Linked DNA regions of Zea mays: region 2 is linked to region 1. Evidence: chromatin contacts called from public Hi-C data. All regions are on one chromosome and are shown on one strand. Each heading gives the region's core, a stretch centred on a gene start, on an enhancer-like site or on the middle of the called end of the contact. The rest is flanking DNA. Distances are from core to core; before and after follow the strand shown.

What was found. A called contact is a pair of places that touch in the nucleus more often than the background predicts.
Region 2: a contact with region 1 is called in a Hi-C map of tassel, with 3 times the contacts expected there. The contact joins the promoter of LOC100275749 here to the promoter of LOC100278833 in region 1. A contact is called at or near these places in 2 of 25 Hi-C or Micro-C datasets (ear and tassel).

The regions. Positions count from the first base shown.
Region 1 is chr6:158,858,059-158,865,668 of Zm-B73-REFERENCE-NAM-5.0, forward strand. It overlaps LOC100278833 (TPX2 (targeting protein for Xklp2) protein family), which reads left to right and starts at 2,817. Exons shown (of 10, transcript NM_001151979.2): 1 at 2,817-3,164; 2 at 4,564-4,687; 3 at 7,522-7,610. The coding sequence starts at 4,616.
Region 2 is chr6:159,078,119-159,085,728 of Zm-B73-REFERENCE-NAM-5.0, forward strand. LOC100275749 reads left to right here and starts at 2,782. Exons shown (of 4, transcript NM_001372367.1): 1 at 2,782-3,905; 2 at 4,678-4,836; 3 at 5,590-5,867; 4 at 6,485-6,872. The coding sequence starts at 3,034. The coding sequence ends at 6,507. It overlaps LOC100286027, which reads right to left. Exons shown (of 5, transcript NM_001372368.1): 5 at 6,989-7,610. The coding sequence ends at 7,291.

The DNA.
Region 1 (7,610 bases), core at 1,567-4,066:
CGGTCCGATGCCACCCACCGGACAGTCTGGTATGCACCGGACAGTCCGGTGCACGGTCCGGCCAACTGCCTGCTCTCGGGAATTCTAGGCTACGTCGACTATAATTCAACGGACCGTCCGCGTGGAGCGCCAGATCGTTCGTTGTGCTAGTCGCCAACAGCTAGTTGCCACGTCGGCCGAGGGCCAATGGTCAAGTGGTGCACCGGACAGTCCGGTGCCCCCACCGGACGGTCTGGTGCCCCCACCGGACGGTCTGGTGCCCCCTAGAACTGGAAACCAGCCAATCACACGATTCTCTGCCCGCACACTGTTCACTGTCCGATATGCACGGGACAGTCCGGTGCACCCACGGAAAGAAGGCAACCAAAGGCTACCAAATGGAGCTCCAATGGCTCCTAGGTCCCTTGGGGCTATAAAAAGGACCCTAGCCCCATGGAGCACTACACCAAGCATCCCTTAAATATTATACAACACCGAGATGCTACGACCACGCCATTGCTTCGCTAGTTAAAGATTCAAGCACATGTTTTTGAGTTGTAACTCTGTTGCGTCGTCTTTTGTGCTCTTCTCTTGGATTATGTACGTGTGTTGCTACGACTAGGGATGGCAATGGGGAATTCCCCGTCGGGTTTTAGCTCCCCAAACCCGTCCCCGCGAAGAAAAAATCTCCCCGCGGGGATCCCCACGAACGCTTGCGGGGGACATTTCTTCCCCATCCCCGTTCTCCGCGGGGATAAATCCCCATCGGGGATCCCCAACCCCGCTTAAATTATATTTAAATCGTACTTTATTTGTTATTAATGTAAAACATTGTCACTTATACACATTGTTAGATGTAAAAATCATTATGTGCGCATTAAAATCAATGTATTTGTACAACAGGTGATCTATTGACAAGGTAATTCTTTATTTCTATCATTAACTATTACATGAAAACATTGTCACATGTAAGTTTAACGGGTCCCCGCGGGGAACGGGGATGGGGAATGCTTCTCCATCCCTATCCCCGTTTACCCGTCGGGGGAGAATTTTCCCCCGTTTACATCCCCGTGGGGGAAGTAACTTCCCCATCCCCATCCCCTAATAGAGGAATTCCCCGCGGGGGAATCGGGGATCGGGTCCCCATTGCCATCTCTAGCTACGACTTTGTCTCGCGTGTGTGTTTCTACTCTCCTTGATATTGTGTTCATTTAAGATCAATTGTGTAAGACATGAGAGACTACAAATTGTGGATATTCCTCACAATGGGATATTCTTGAGATAAAGAGAGAATCGTGATATTCAAGTTGATCTTTGGATCGCTTGAAAGGAGTTGAGTGCAACCCTCGTCCATCGGGCAAGTATATTATACTTGACCAAACCACGGGATAAAAAATCACCGTGTCACTTGTCTCTATTTCACTGTTCAATGTCAGCTCTAAGTAACGGCTAGTTGATGTGGTAGGACTCGTGGCAGGGTCAGGTGGCACTCTGGACTGGTCCAGTGCCACATGACACACATAGAGGGCATATCCCATTGATTGAGGTGACCGTTGGAGGTCTAGTGGTGCATCAGAGGAAAGTAGATTATGTAGATTTTTAGCAACACTGTTTAAGTGGTTTTGAGCTATAAATACCCAAACAACCTCTATTAAACACCAAATAATACAAGTGTCGTACTTTTAGCCCCAAACACTTCTGTTCTCCAAGCCATTTCGAGAGATTCAAGTGCCTTTTATGATCTGTGTTTGTGGTGTTGTGTGGAGCTAGTCTTTCTATAGAGAAGATAAGGCTATGTGCTTTTGTGATCTGTGTTTGTGGTGTTGTGTTTTTGGATTGTGTTTTTGCTTTTGTTCTCTGTGTTCTTGATTGTAATTACTGGCAAGAGGCTCCGATTGTGTGGAGTGTCTTGCATCTCAATATCAAGAAATTTGAAGGCTCAAGCTTGATCGTTGGGATCTTTTAAGAGGGTTGAGAGAGACCCTATCCTTAGGGATACCTCAACGTGGACGTAGTTTTTTTGGAACCTAACCTCAGTAAGAAAAATCGAGTGTCTACTCATGTTCTTTACTTTCTATTGCGATTTGTTCTTCTCTCCCCCTCTAAGTTCTCTTGTGATAATCTCCCATTCTAAATCACTTGTGTTGCTCTCTAACTAATTCCGCATCTATAAGAGCAACTAGTGCAAGAGAACTCTTTTCCCTCTCCCCGTTTATATTTTCTCTCGTTCTAACACTAAATCTCCCTTAGGCGACTATCAAAGGTTTTTACACTTAGGCAGTTTTGTCGTAGCCACCTGGTGTTTGGTTGTAGAGACTAAAGTTTAGGTCGTGCCACATCAGATGTTTGAATGTCTATCACAAGTATTAAATATAATCTAATTATAAATTTAATTACACAACAATGAGATAGTTTTTAAGGCTAATTAAACCACAATCAGCAAGTGTTTACTATAGCATTACATACGCGAAACATGAACCAGTACATTTGATAAATTCATCTTGTGGTTTAGTTTTAGTTTTTATACGTATAAGTAATTTTATAACTAGACTATATTTAATACTTCAAACTAGCATATAAATATCAAATATGACACGTATTAGTCTTGAGAAACAAACGCCCCCATTCAATTTATTTTAAACAACAACTAGGTTTGCAATTAATTATTAAAAATATTGTTTTAAAAAGAACCTAAGCTGTGCGTGTGTACGAGATATCTGTGTCTATACAACTAAAAAAAGTATAAAAATATCTTTATGACATAAGTTTATTTGAACAAATATTCCTCTCATATGCTATAACGCTTTTTAAAATATCCTTTCTCTTCTGCTCGGCGGCCCAAATACTTCTCATCCCCACTCCCCAGCGTCCTCTGCTCTGCCGCCGCACCCAACTAAAGCGCAGTGCGTGGCCAGTAGTGTGGACGTGCGGTGGCTTCACGCTCGCACCGCTCGCCAGCCCGGACCCTAATCCAGCGTGCTTGGCGCGAGCACGGAAGGAATCCCCGTAGCGAGGAAGGAATCACCGGCAGCGGGTGGAAAGCTTCACGGGGCCCAAGCAGGGGCTGCAGGAGGCCGCGACCGGGCTGTTTCGGCTCATGCCTGGATCTGGGGGAGAGGGACGCGCGGAGCCGCGCCGCGCCGGATCCCGTTCGTCGGCGCCCGGATGGTGATCAGCGGTTCCAGGTATGGGTGGTTTTGGCCTGCCCGCTCTTGTCTGGGTTCTTGCTTGGTTTTGGGAGTGGGGGGCCGATGCTGTTCCGGCTTCTTGGTCGGTCTCTGACTGAGGGCAGAGTAGTGCGGGAGATGCCGCCTCGCGAGGTTGGCGGTGGTTAGATGCTGGTAGCGGTGAGGAATTCTGCAATGCCGCTGGACTCGCTTGCAGTTTCATGTGCCTTGCCGCGTTTCTTGAATCCCCATCGTTGCTGTTTTCTTATTTTCCTTGCTATTGCTATTTTCTCTTCCATGTGAAGGTGTTTGCGTTTTTGGAAAGTTTTTTTGTTCTGGATTTGGTAGTTTCTCATGTTTTCCTATACTTTCCAAATCGTCTTGCTACTAATGATGACACGGACATATATGTGCGTGAATTTTGAACCGTGTCTGTTTTGAAGACTATTTTACAAGCTGTGCTACTGCGGCTTTTCTTCTGGTATTCTCTTTCCCTGATTGGCTGATTCCGCCCGCCCAAAAGGTTCCGAGGTTTCACCATTGCAGTTTGAGTTCTTTGCAGCTTCAGTTGTACTAGTTCTGTGCAGATTTCTTTCTTTCTTTTTTGCTGGAACACCCGTTCAATCTGCCAAGCGTTTAAATTTAGGGAAATTTGGAACTGTACCATTAAAAAATTACAACTTTAGATATATACCATTGCTATCTCACTCCCACATGAGTCAATGACATGTGGAGCCAATAGTATGTATAATAGTATATATCTAAAGTTGCAATCTTTTAATGGTCCAATTATTCCTAAATTTACCAATTAACTTGTCAACCGTCGCATGATACAACTATATTTTTATTGGGTTTTATTCCCCACCTTGTATAGTTGTATTGTTGCTATCTTGTATAGTTGTATTGTTGCTATCTCATGCTGTCCCAGTTGTACGTACTATAGATATTCCACTGGTTTAACTGCTTGTCATATGCGTACACTACTACAATAGTAGAACATCGTGTAGGTGAAGTGTTGATTTCTGAGGTTTGGTGAGGCGCGACTGATGCCAATGGTCCCATGTTCGGTTAGAAAATTTGGAATCTATCATGAGCCCCTGACCCTATCATGTATTATTTCGCAGTGATAGAAAATTATTGATTTCTAAAGGGTGTACCTTAGAATCTTTCATCACTGTCAGCGTCAGTGTGTGTTGTCAGCATTTATACGCCCTGTTCGTCCTTTTGAAATAGCTAGTAAGTTGGGCTCGCACCTGGGTTATAGGTTGCATTCAGAGATTTTCCTGTGTACCTAGCTCGAATTATTTGACCAAAGAATTGCCTGAAATCAATGAACAACTTTGTTAAGTTCTAATCTGCCTGTCAAAATGAACCTCAACTGTGGCTGTATATATGAATTTCTCTTGTTACTTTGCAGGGTTTACAAGTAACGTTTGCACAACAATAGTGAACTAGGTACACACTACAAGATGACAACTGAGGTCAATCAAAACTTTTTTGCATGGTCACAGGAGGAAACTTCGGTGCAAGATCTTTCACAGGTTATCTCTCTTTCATCATTCATTTTATTGCCACGTACAATGTACAATAGAGAAATTGTTGTTAGAATTTCTATGGCAACTATAAGGCACATGCCTTTCTGTTGAACATTTTTTTTTGTTGGCATTAAACTAAATCGGTTCAAACGAACGCATAATGATAATCGTGGACCTATGTGCCAGTGTAGTAAAGTTGCTAAAATTCCATAATGAGTACTCCGTAATACTCCCACAATTCTAAATTATAAGACGTTTTGACTTTTATAGATAGAGTAAATTGCACACCGGGTCCTTAAACTTTTGGGAGTAGTCATACCTAGGTCCTCGAACTAAAAAAAAGCTACCATCCAGATCCCTAATCTACTGTCCCCATGCACGAACGGTCCAAAACCCGCCACACTAGAGCTAGAATCCAACGTGGCCCTACCGCAGTGGCAGTTCAACGTTGTGGTCGTGCCAACTTCTAAAAAAAAACCGCCCCTTTGTCTTTCTCGGTCCCTATCCATCCCCTCTCCCTTTCTCCTCCGCACATTGACCGTGCAAATCACCGTCAACTTCAACCTCGTCGGTGAGCAACGCCGGTCATGAGTTTTCTAGTGCCGTAGCGAGGCTCAAAATCGAGGTCCCTAATACAAATATCATAATAATAATATCCAATAAATATAGTTAAAGGCTAAACTTAAGATCACTTTAGCTTACTCATGTGATCTAGTAAACTAATAGTTTTTTGTGAGGTTGGCTAAGCATTAGAGCAAGGGCGGGCCTGGTGCAGCGGTAGAGCCTACCGTCTGTAGCCGGAAGGTCCCGGGTTTGAGCCCCAACCTCTGCATATTATGCGAGTATGACTTGGCACTTAAAGATACCCTTTCCCGGACCCCGTACAATACGAGAAGCCTACGACACTGGGTACCCCCCTCCCCCCCCCCCCCCCCCCCCCCCCCCCCCCCCCGCCTAAGCATTAGATGACCTCTTTGAAGTCTCAAGAGCTAAACTGGTCAAAAGTTCAGCGGACAAAGTTTTAGACCATAAGATCCAAATATGGCCTAAATGATTACACTAGAAAAATATTTTGTTATCTATTTAAAGGAACTAATTTTTGTCATAAATATTGATACAATTTATTTAAAACTATAACAATTTGAGTTGTAATAAATCTAGAACTTGAATATTATCTTTCTAGTTTCATCTCAAGAAATTGAGCTATATACTAGTACTACCCTAGGTTCACATGAGTTTGAATGATGATGGATCTCTATGGGTGATGGGGGCGTGCTTAGTGGTGAGATTCGTTGTGCAGGAAATACAACAACGTCTTATTGTTCTTAATGCCAGCTGATCGGAAGAACGATATCATTGTCCTCAACGCTAGCACCTGCATTTTGCTACTAGTCTACTGCACCACATCTACTTTTGGATCAAGCCCAAGCCAAGGTTTACTACATCTAGAGTACTAGTAGTATATGTAGGACATATCTTATGGGGCCACTTGGCCTCGAGGGCCTAGGGCGGTCGACTGCTCGCCCTACCCTAGGGTCAGGCCTGTGTACAAGTAGCTGCTCATGCGGTTGCTACCCTTATCGGGCCGCATCCTGTCCTTCATCTCTAATGTGTAAGCGCACGCCAACCCCTACTTTTAGCCAGTCGCGAGGCACCTCCTGTTCAACGGTGACAACATGGTGCACACAGTCTGCCAAAGTTATATGACTGCCACTTTACTGAGATGGCATGCCTCTGGGAGAAGTGTATCCTAGGGTGGACTGACTTCCCCAAGGCCATCAACGAGTTGCACGACCACCCCAAGACTGTACGTCTTGTGCTTTTCTATGCGCGCAATTCTTGCGGTCTCGTCGATCCATCCCGCGGCCTTGGCATTGAACGTGTTCGACGAAAGCGATTGGTGTCATGGTGGGTGGGCGATACGAGGCCAACACCCACCTTCTCAGCCCATCGAGATTGGTGCAAGTGCCGCAAAGCGCGACGATGATGATGTGGCGGCCCATTCGGTGGATCTCGACGAGGCTGTCGTAGAACGCCATGTAGCCAATGAGGCTCATCCACTGCCTAGTGTGGGCCACGACGACGACACGCCAAGTGGGGAGGTGGATGGTGGAGGTGGTGAAGAGTGACGCAATAGGCGGTATTGATGAAGTCAACATAGTGTATTATCTCACGATGAAGGTCCTAGTATAGCAGGTCAAGTAGGTCGCGCCAACTGTCCTCACCGTGCAGGTGGCAAGACGTCGCCTTGATGTTCCCACATGGTGATGGCCCATCAGGTACCATAGGTTGGATTAGGCGCTTGAGCCACGCAGTGAAAACGCGGGTGTTGCAACCATCGCCGACTCGTCGCCCTGGCCCTGGTCCGTGTGAGGAACTACGAGAGCCACAACGACGGTTGCTTCTTAGCCTCTAACTGCCACTGTGGCACAACCCATCGGATGATGGTGCTGGCGTAGCAGGTTTGGACCCAGATAGTAACTTTTTTAGTTCGAGGACCTAGATGGGAATGCCCCAAAACTTTAAGGACCCATTCTGCAATTTACTCTTCTAGATACATTGCTTTAACTATGTACCTTGATAGGGTGTATATCTAAGCGCAGAAGAAAAACTATATATCTAGAAAAGTCAAAACGTCTTATAGTTTGGAATGGAGGGAATACATGGTATCCACCCCTGGGAGGTGTGTACTGATGTACTAGTTAGTGTTGTCACCAAAGGCTTCCTTGGATGCTGACAAACTTTCTATAAGTGAAGAATCATTGCATTCTTTCTAGCAGGTAATCATTATCATCTATTGATATTCTCACACTTGTTTACTCTGTCCTATTTTCCTTCAGGGAACATCACAAATGTTTGGTCATGGTTCCATATCTTTTGGAAGATTTGACTTGGAATCATTAGAATGGGAGAAATGGTCTGTATTTAC
Region 2 (7,610 bases), core at 1,532-4,031, 220 kb after region 1:
CCTTCTTGCGCTTTTACCTATGCTGTAATTACGTAACCTCTATGTACCCTTCCTGCGGTGTCTCTTGGGCACTGCTTCACTCTCTTCTTTATTAATAGAAACGTGCACAATCTCATGCCGTTCGTTCAAAAAAAAAAGATGATGACTGGATGATTCTGCAGTTGGCCTTGAAATTTCAGAGTTCGAAACCCCTCTGCACCTCCCCAAGCAGCCATGGATACTAACACAAACAGTTATTCTGTGGTAGACTCCTCTGGATTCTGTGATTCAGTTTCATGTTGATCAGTTACCAAGAGTTCCCAAACCTCTTCTAGTGCATGAAGATGAGCAGCAGCAATGCATTTGTGACCATGATTCTATTTCTCTGCGCACTTTTCACAAAGACCTCTTGCTCGACGAAATCGGCGCAACACATCCAATTTATCTTCAGCGGATGATGTCTTGTGGCTGTCAGGTGGTTGACCCCATTTAGGCGATCCCGACTGGAACCCGTAGTGTGGAAGCAAGGATCGATGATTAGACGAAGCTCCGCATTGCCATCTCCCTGACGCCAACGCCTCCTCCTGTACCAAAACAAGAGAGCACGCAGTATCCAGAGTTGAAGGACGTTGCACCATAATCACTGATTTAATATCATCATGTAAACCATCAATGAAACACATGGTATAATATAATGGATCGGCATTATCTTCATAAGCTGATTGGTGATCAACAAGGACAGAAAACTGCTCTACATACTCCACCACCGAACCCGTCTGACGAATATGAAAGAGCCTTCTAATCAAGGATTGATGCTGATCATGCCCAAAGTGGCTATGAATTTGAGCACAAAACTCTGACCATGACAAAAAACGCACGCGGCGGCCCACAGCTTGCAGCCAACCCACGACGCGGCCAGAGAAATGCATTGTTGTCACCCGAATCCAGTGCGATGGGTCAACCTCATACGTATCAAAGTAATTCTCACAACTCGACTTCCATAATTGTAGATTATCCCCATCGAATACATGAAAATTCAGACGAGGAAGACTACCATAGCCCCCTTAAAATCTTCTGGGTCCCTATGCCCTTCGTGCGGTCTAGTAAAATCAGGTAGTAAAATCAGGGATAACACCAAACCTTTGGAAGTGTGGATCGGGGATCTTACCCTTGACCGGGCCGTGAGGTTGGGTCGGGATGCGACCAAACTCACGCTCCCGGTGATTGTGTTCGACGCAGTGGCCATCCGGCCCGTCGGCGTTGTGGAATCCGGCAGGTGAGCGCCTGAACGCCGACCCCGAAGACACAATCAGACCGGGTTTGGAAGCTTCGGCAGTGAAGGTGCCGCGCTCCAGGAGCCTGGTCGCCCTGGCGAGTTCAAGAACATGTTGTCGAGGCGCTTCTCCACATCTGGGCGCCACTCCTCGAACCGCGCCTGATCCATCTCTAGGGAGATGAATCGGGTCTCCACCTTGTGCTCCGACGCTTTGATTCGTTGCTCGAGCTCGCTGCAGCGCCCAATCATGGCGTCTGTTATCGACTCTCCATTTGGGACAACTGGTCGAGGACGCGTTGCATCACCGCATCCATAGCCGCCATCGACGCTCCAGGATCGTACTCGTGTACCATTGACAGAATACACCTTTTAAAGGGTGGGTTTTGGATAGTCTTGATATGTTTAAATCCATAGCAAGTCAACATCTTTACTAACTTTTTTTTCGATCTTATTCAATCCATATGACGTAGAAATAACCGAACAAAATCGTCAGGAACCCACAGGAGGATGCAAATATCCTTAGACATGCGTCCTTGTATAATGTCGTCTCTGCAGAGCAGTTTTGTAATGCATATTTGGTAAATATAGTAGCATGTTTTACCTTTCAATGATGACAGAACTTGTTGCAGATGTGAAATACTTGTGCTGGTTATTTGTTATATATGAACGTCGTAAACTAAACTTTGTGCAATGGATATCCATCGATATATTCTGACATTATTATCTTGGACGCGACAAAGAAGCTTGCGAGGGATGCCTTCTGTTCCTGGGGGTTCGTGCCTACACTTCTCACCGAGGCGAACTGAAGAAAATTTTCATGGTGAAGAAAGCTCCACCTGGGCCATGTAGCGAGGAGCTTCGGGCTAAAAGAGTAGCCATCGCCCATCGCTGGTTGGATTCGAAGCTCACATCAGAAGAGCAGAAGCGTGAGCGGCCTGCCAAGAGGAGAAAGAAAGCCGCTACCGCTACACTCTACAAAGTGAGCTTGCACAACCACAACCGAAATGCTGCATCGTCTGACTTTGGATCATGATGCGCGCCCCCTTGCAAACAGTTTGTTTAGAAATAATCAGAACCATCAGGCCGATTGTGTTCGCCCATGGATTCGGGGCAGCCAGGAGCCAGCTGTGCACATTGCTGTACCATACCTGGTCAATAGGTAGATCTGGAGTGTCACTGTCAGAGTAAACAATTAGACCTCGATCACGGGCAATCTTTGACTTTCATTTTCATTAACTACCAATGCACGTTATTGTATGCCTTTCATCACTGTGTGTCTGTCCGTAAGTAAAGGGGGGAAAGTTAGCTGCAATGCTATGATCAGGTAGATTCCAGAAGCCAACAGGCAAATTCCAGAAGCCAACAGGCCCCCGCTCCAACGTGCTCCCCACTTGTCCTCCAAAGACAACCTGCCATGTGGGCCGTTACGACCTTAAATCATCCATCCCACATGTCAGTGACGGCAACCCCTCCGCCAAAAGTGAACTGTGAACCGGACGATCCAGGCATCCAGCTAACCGCTTCCCCCTCGTCGCGCTCGCGCCGCGCCGCGCCTCGCCTCCACCAGCTACGCCGTCACGCGAGCTCACGGCCCGGGGGCCTCGGAAGCACAACCACCACGCGTCCACGCCGAAGCCACGAGGAGAGCCTGTCTCTCCTCCGGGGATTCTATCGCCGGCTGGTCTCAGCGGCGCCACTTGGAGCAGGCGGCACCCGCTCCGTACTGCTGCTGATTTGGTGAGCGCGGGCAGCCGCGGGATGGGAGATCTGGTGGCGTGATGGTGAGCCCGGGCAGTAACCGGGGCGGCCTGTCGCGCGTATCGACGCGGGGCGGCGTCGCCGGGCCGGGGAGCCCGCGCGCCTCTCCTGCCGCGACCGCTTTCGCGGCGCTACGGCGCAGGTGGCGGTGGGCGCCCCCGGGCTCGTCGACGCTGGAGCGCGCGGCCCGCGCGTTCCTGCTGGCCTCCGCAGCGCTCGTGCTCTCCTGCGCGCTCTACCTCTACGTGCTGCGCTACGTCGGCCGGGGAGGTCGCGCCTTCGCCGCCGCGGGCTTCGTCGGGGACGCCGTCCTGGGCCTCGGCGGCGAGCCGTGCGACGTGTTCGACGGCGCCTGGGTGCCCGACGACACCGGCCTCCGCCCGCTCTACAATAGCTCCGGGTGCCCGTTCGCTGAGCGCGGGTTTGACTGCCTCGCCAACGGGCGGAACGACACTGGGTACCTCAAGTGGCGGTGGAAGCCGCGCCGGTGCGGCGTGCCGCGGTTTGCGGCCCGCACCGCGCTGGAGCGGCTGCGCGGGAAGCGGGTGGTGTTCGTGGGGGATTCCATGAGCCGCTCGCAGTGGGAGTCCTTCATATGCATGCTCATGGCCGGCGTGGATGACCCCAGGACGGTCTTCGAGGTGAACGGGAACGAGATCACCAAGACGATACGCCACCTGGCGGTCAGGTTCGCGTCTCACGGCCTCACCGTGGAATTCTTCCGGTCCGTGTTCCTCGTGCAGGAGCATCCTGCCCCGCGGCATGCCCCCAAGAGGGTCAAATCCACTTTGAGGCTTGACAGGATGGATAATTTCAGCCGGAAATGGGTCAATTCGGACGTACTGATTTTCAACACTGGGCATTGGTGGACACCGACCAAATTGTTTGATACGTAAGGTCCCTTCCATTGATTTACTGTGCCTTTTAGTTCTAACTTGAAAATGTGTAGTTGTTTCAGTAGTGCCAATGTCTGCTTTGCAATTCATATTTTCTTTTTCGGACAATTTCTTAGGATTGAATATTCTATATTCATGGTTGAATAGGTAGTGAATCATTTCTTCTTTTTCCTTCAGAAAAAAAACAGTGAAGGGATATGTGGTGTTGTGCTCACTTTGATGCTTTGGCTGCTGACCAATATTTTTAATACCGTGCCTTATTTTAGAAATATAATCCTAACTCATATTCTAGTTAGAGGTAGAGTTTGATACATCTTGGATATTGGGGAGTGATGCATCTCTCTATTTCACATAGGTACCAATAACGCAGCAGAAAATTGGGGGGGGGGGGGGGGGGGGGGGGGTCATGGAAAAATGATCGCCTTGCGTATTTTTTGCTACACCAAATCTTTTCTTGGTACCTAGTAAAATCATATTTGCTTTTGATGACGCTTATCGATAGGTACAGTCTTATATGATGGCATTCTTGAAATGTAAAATGTTAAAATTGTCAACTTGGCGATTTCACCTGCCAGCTGACATGCACCTTCCATTCAACATCTTTTCCATTTGTCTCCTGGGTATACTGTATTCATATCATTTTTCCATCTTCAGATTTTAACATAGCCTTTTTATCTTCATATTCTCTGCATCTAAGTGGTGTGCTAGTACTAATGTAACTGAAACACAAGTTTGATGGTTTTTCTTTTTACCTGGTCTTCCCAACAGGGGTTGCTATTTTCAGGCTGGACGTTCTCTTAAATTAGGTACATCCATTGATGCTGGTTTCAGGATGGCACTGGAGACCTGGGCCTCATGGGTACAAAAAAGAGTTGATTTAAACCGAACACATGTATTCTTTCGCACATATGAGCCATCGCATTGGGGGTAAGTTCTATAAAAAAATCAGACTGAGATTATTATGGTTGTCAGGCATTTGAATCTCATGGAAAAAACATGTAAAGGTGTTAATTAGATTCTTAAAGATTGTCATCATCCACATATCTTGATATAATTTTCGGCTCCATGAGATGATACCCTGATATGCCACTTAAATCGTAGGTAGATTGATAATGTCACTAGATAATTGGGGCAATTTAATTACAGCGAGAAAAAAGACGGTTAAGATCCCTGTCCATTTCGACTGCATGTAACATCTATAATCAGTCCAATGCACATGCAATGTGAATAGATCTAATTGTTCTAGCTCCACCAAACCATACATAATGGATTTATAAGCCTCCCACATTCTGGTTGACTTATGAGTTGTAAACTGCTTCATGTAAATAAACTACTAAGTAGTCTTACTCTTTACATAGTCAAACTGTGACTGTACTACGTTTAGGTCCTGTTTGGATTCATGAGCTGCTAATAGCTCATAGCTAATATTAGCTACCTAACTACAGCTGCTATTAACTGGTTTGGTCCAACTAGTGAAATAGTTGTTATAGTTGGTCAGCTAAAAATTAGATAGACTATTGGCTGGGCCTATTTGAATCCAAAGGAGCCAGCTAACTATTAGCTCTACGGATCCAAACATGGCCTTAGTTAATATGTAACTTTTATCTCACTCCATCTCATCATTTGCTCTGCTGTAGCTACTCTGTAAGAACTGACATGAGCTCTCTTCCCATTTCTTAGGGATACAAGCCAAAAGGTGTGTGAGGTAACAGAGCAGCCTTCATCAGAGGCCAAAGGAAATGATAAGAGTGAATTTGGGGCTATACTTGCTGATGTTGTAACCAACATGAAAGTTCCTATCACAGTACTAAATGTAACTTTAATGGGATCGTTTCGAAGTGATGCACATGTTGGCACTTGGAGTTATCCTCCCACTATACTTGATTGCAGCCACTGGTGTCTTCCTGGAGTCCCTGATGCTTGGAACGAACTCGTGTTTTCGTACCTTTTGACAAATGGTGAGTTCTTAGTTATGCTAATGTCTATCTTCATTTCTGTGAATCCTGTGGGTAATGGATGTCAGTTAGACAAATTTTTTCACTTAGGAGTAAAAATTTTACTTTCTTGCAAGGTATAGTGTTGTTCCACTGCAGCTACAGTGTTATGAATTTCCAGGACTTACATATACAATACACTTTTTATCTCTGCCGAACCATGGTGGCATGGTGCCCGTGGAATGTCATGCATAGCATGAATAGTGAGATTTTCCCATCAGGAAAGTGAGATTCAATGTTACTTGAAGCGGCATTTGAGGCTGCACTGAGAAGTTAATTTAGGCTATGTCAGTTGATCCCTAACAACTTCTAGTATAGTGGTCATCTTTGAAGATTGAGCAGCTATTATCTGATGCTACTACCTTGGAAGGCCTCAAGTTACCTTCCAAAAATTTCCACTCCATTGTATATTAGCTTACCATCTATTACGTGAGCTAGATATAACTCTATAACTATTAGTATTTGGTGTGCCTTTAGTAGCTAAGTGTTGTGAACAAGTATGTCATTAATATTAAGGTTAACCTGTTTTCATTGTATTTGGATGGTCACCTGAACCCATTTTTCCCATCTGGATTGCACAGGTTGGCGAAACATGGCGGGCTGAATTTTTTGGCAGCACAATCTACCCGCACCTATTGCATTGTGATATTTGACATTACCAGGTATACTAGAGAATTAACATACGTCCGGGACAAGGCAGCTGCAGCTGCTAGGTGGTTCACTGGACTTCTACATTCTTTTCTTCTTTTTGATTTTTGACTCGTATACACGGTGAAGCATGCTACATGCAACTAGAGTTGTATGTAGTTGGTAAGGGATTAGAAGGCCTTGGCATTCGTTCTATTTGCTCAATTTACTAACGGTTCATTTTATTATGTTGTTAAAAATCGAGTTTGTATTGTAACCTGTATGTACAAACATTTACTTGATACATTGTGAGAAAGTGCCCTCTCTCAATTGGATTGATAAGTTTCGAATGTCTAACACCGCCTTCATATTGCATTGTTTTGTTTCTGCACTGTCGGTATGCGTTGTGCTATACAAGTCTGAAGTCTGTCGGCATATACTGCAAAAGACTGGTCATATGTTGTATGCACCAACCAATTATTATTTGGCGCCCTGTACAAATTCATTTCTCACACGCGGTCACGTAATTTCAGCAGGGAAATTTACATGTACCTGAAACTTATTACAGCAGCCAACCCAAAAGAATCGTTAGCCATGGTGGCAGGCCGGCAGCGACATAGAGCTGCAGCCTTGACAACAACAGGGATCGAGTGGTGTATTCTGTATATATAGCGAAGAACTAAAGCATAGCTACCTATACAAGCTATTGCTATGCATGTATGGTTGCCATATGGGGATGGGGTGTTCGTATATCTACAGATCACGACCTTGCCGTCGTGGCTGCCATGGGGACGCTCTTGGTCCTGTTACTGTTCTCGCCCCAATGCCAGAGCATGCTCTCCCAGAAGCAGAACTTCTCAAAGCACGTCTTGAGCCTGGTGTCCGTGACGTTGAGGCGCCAGTGGCCATCTTGAGAGTTGGCCTTCTCGGCCTGCCTCCGGTCCCACTCCAGCCTGGCCTTCTGCCGCGACCTCAGCAGGCAGTAGGACTGGAGCTTCCGGGGCATCCTGTCGTGCACCTTCCACCACCGGGCATGCGCGACGTCGCTGGCGAACTCGCGCATCCCGGCGTTGTTCCAGT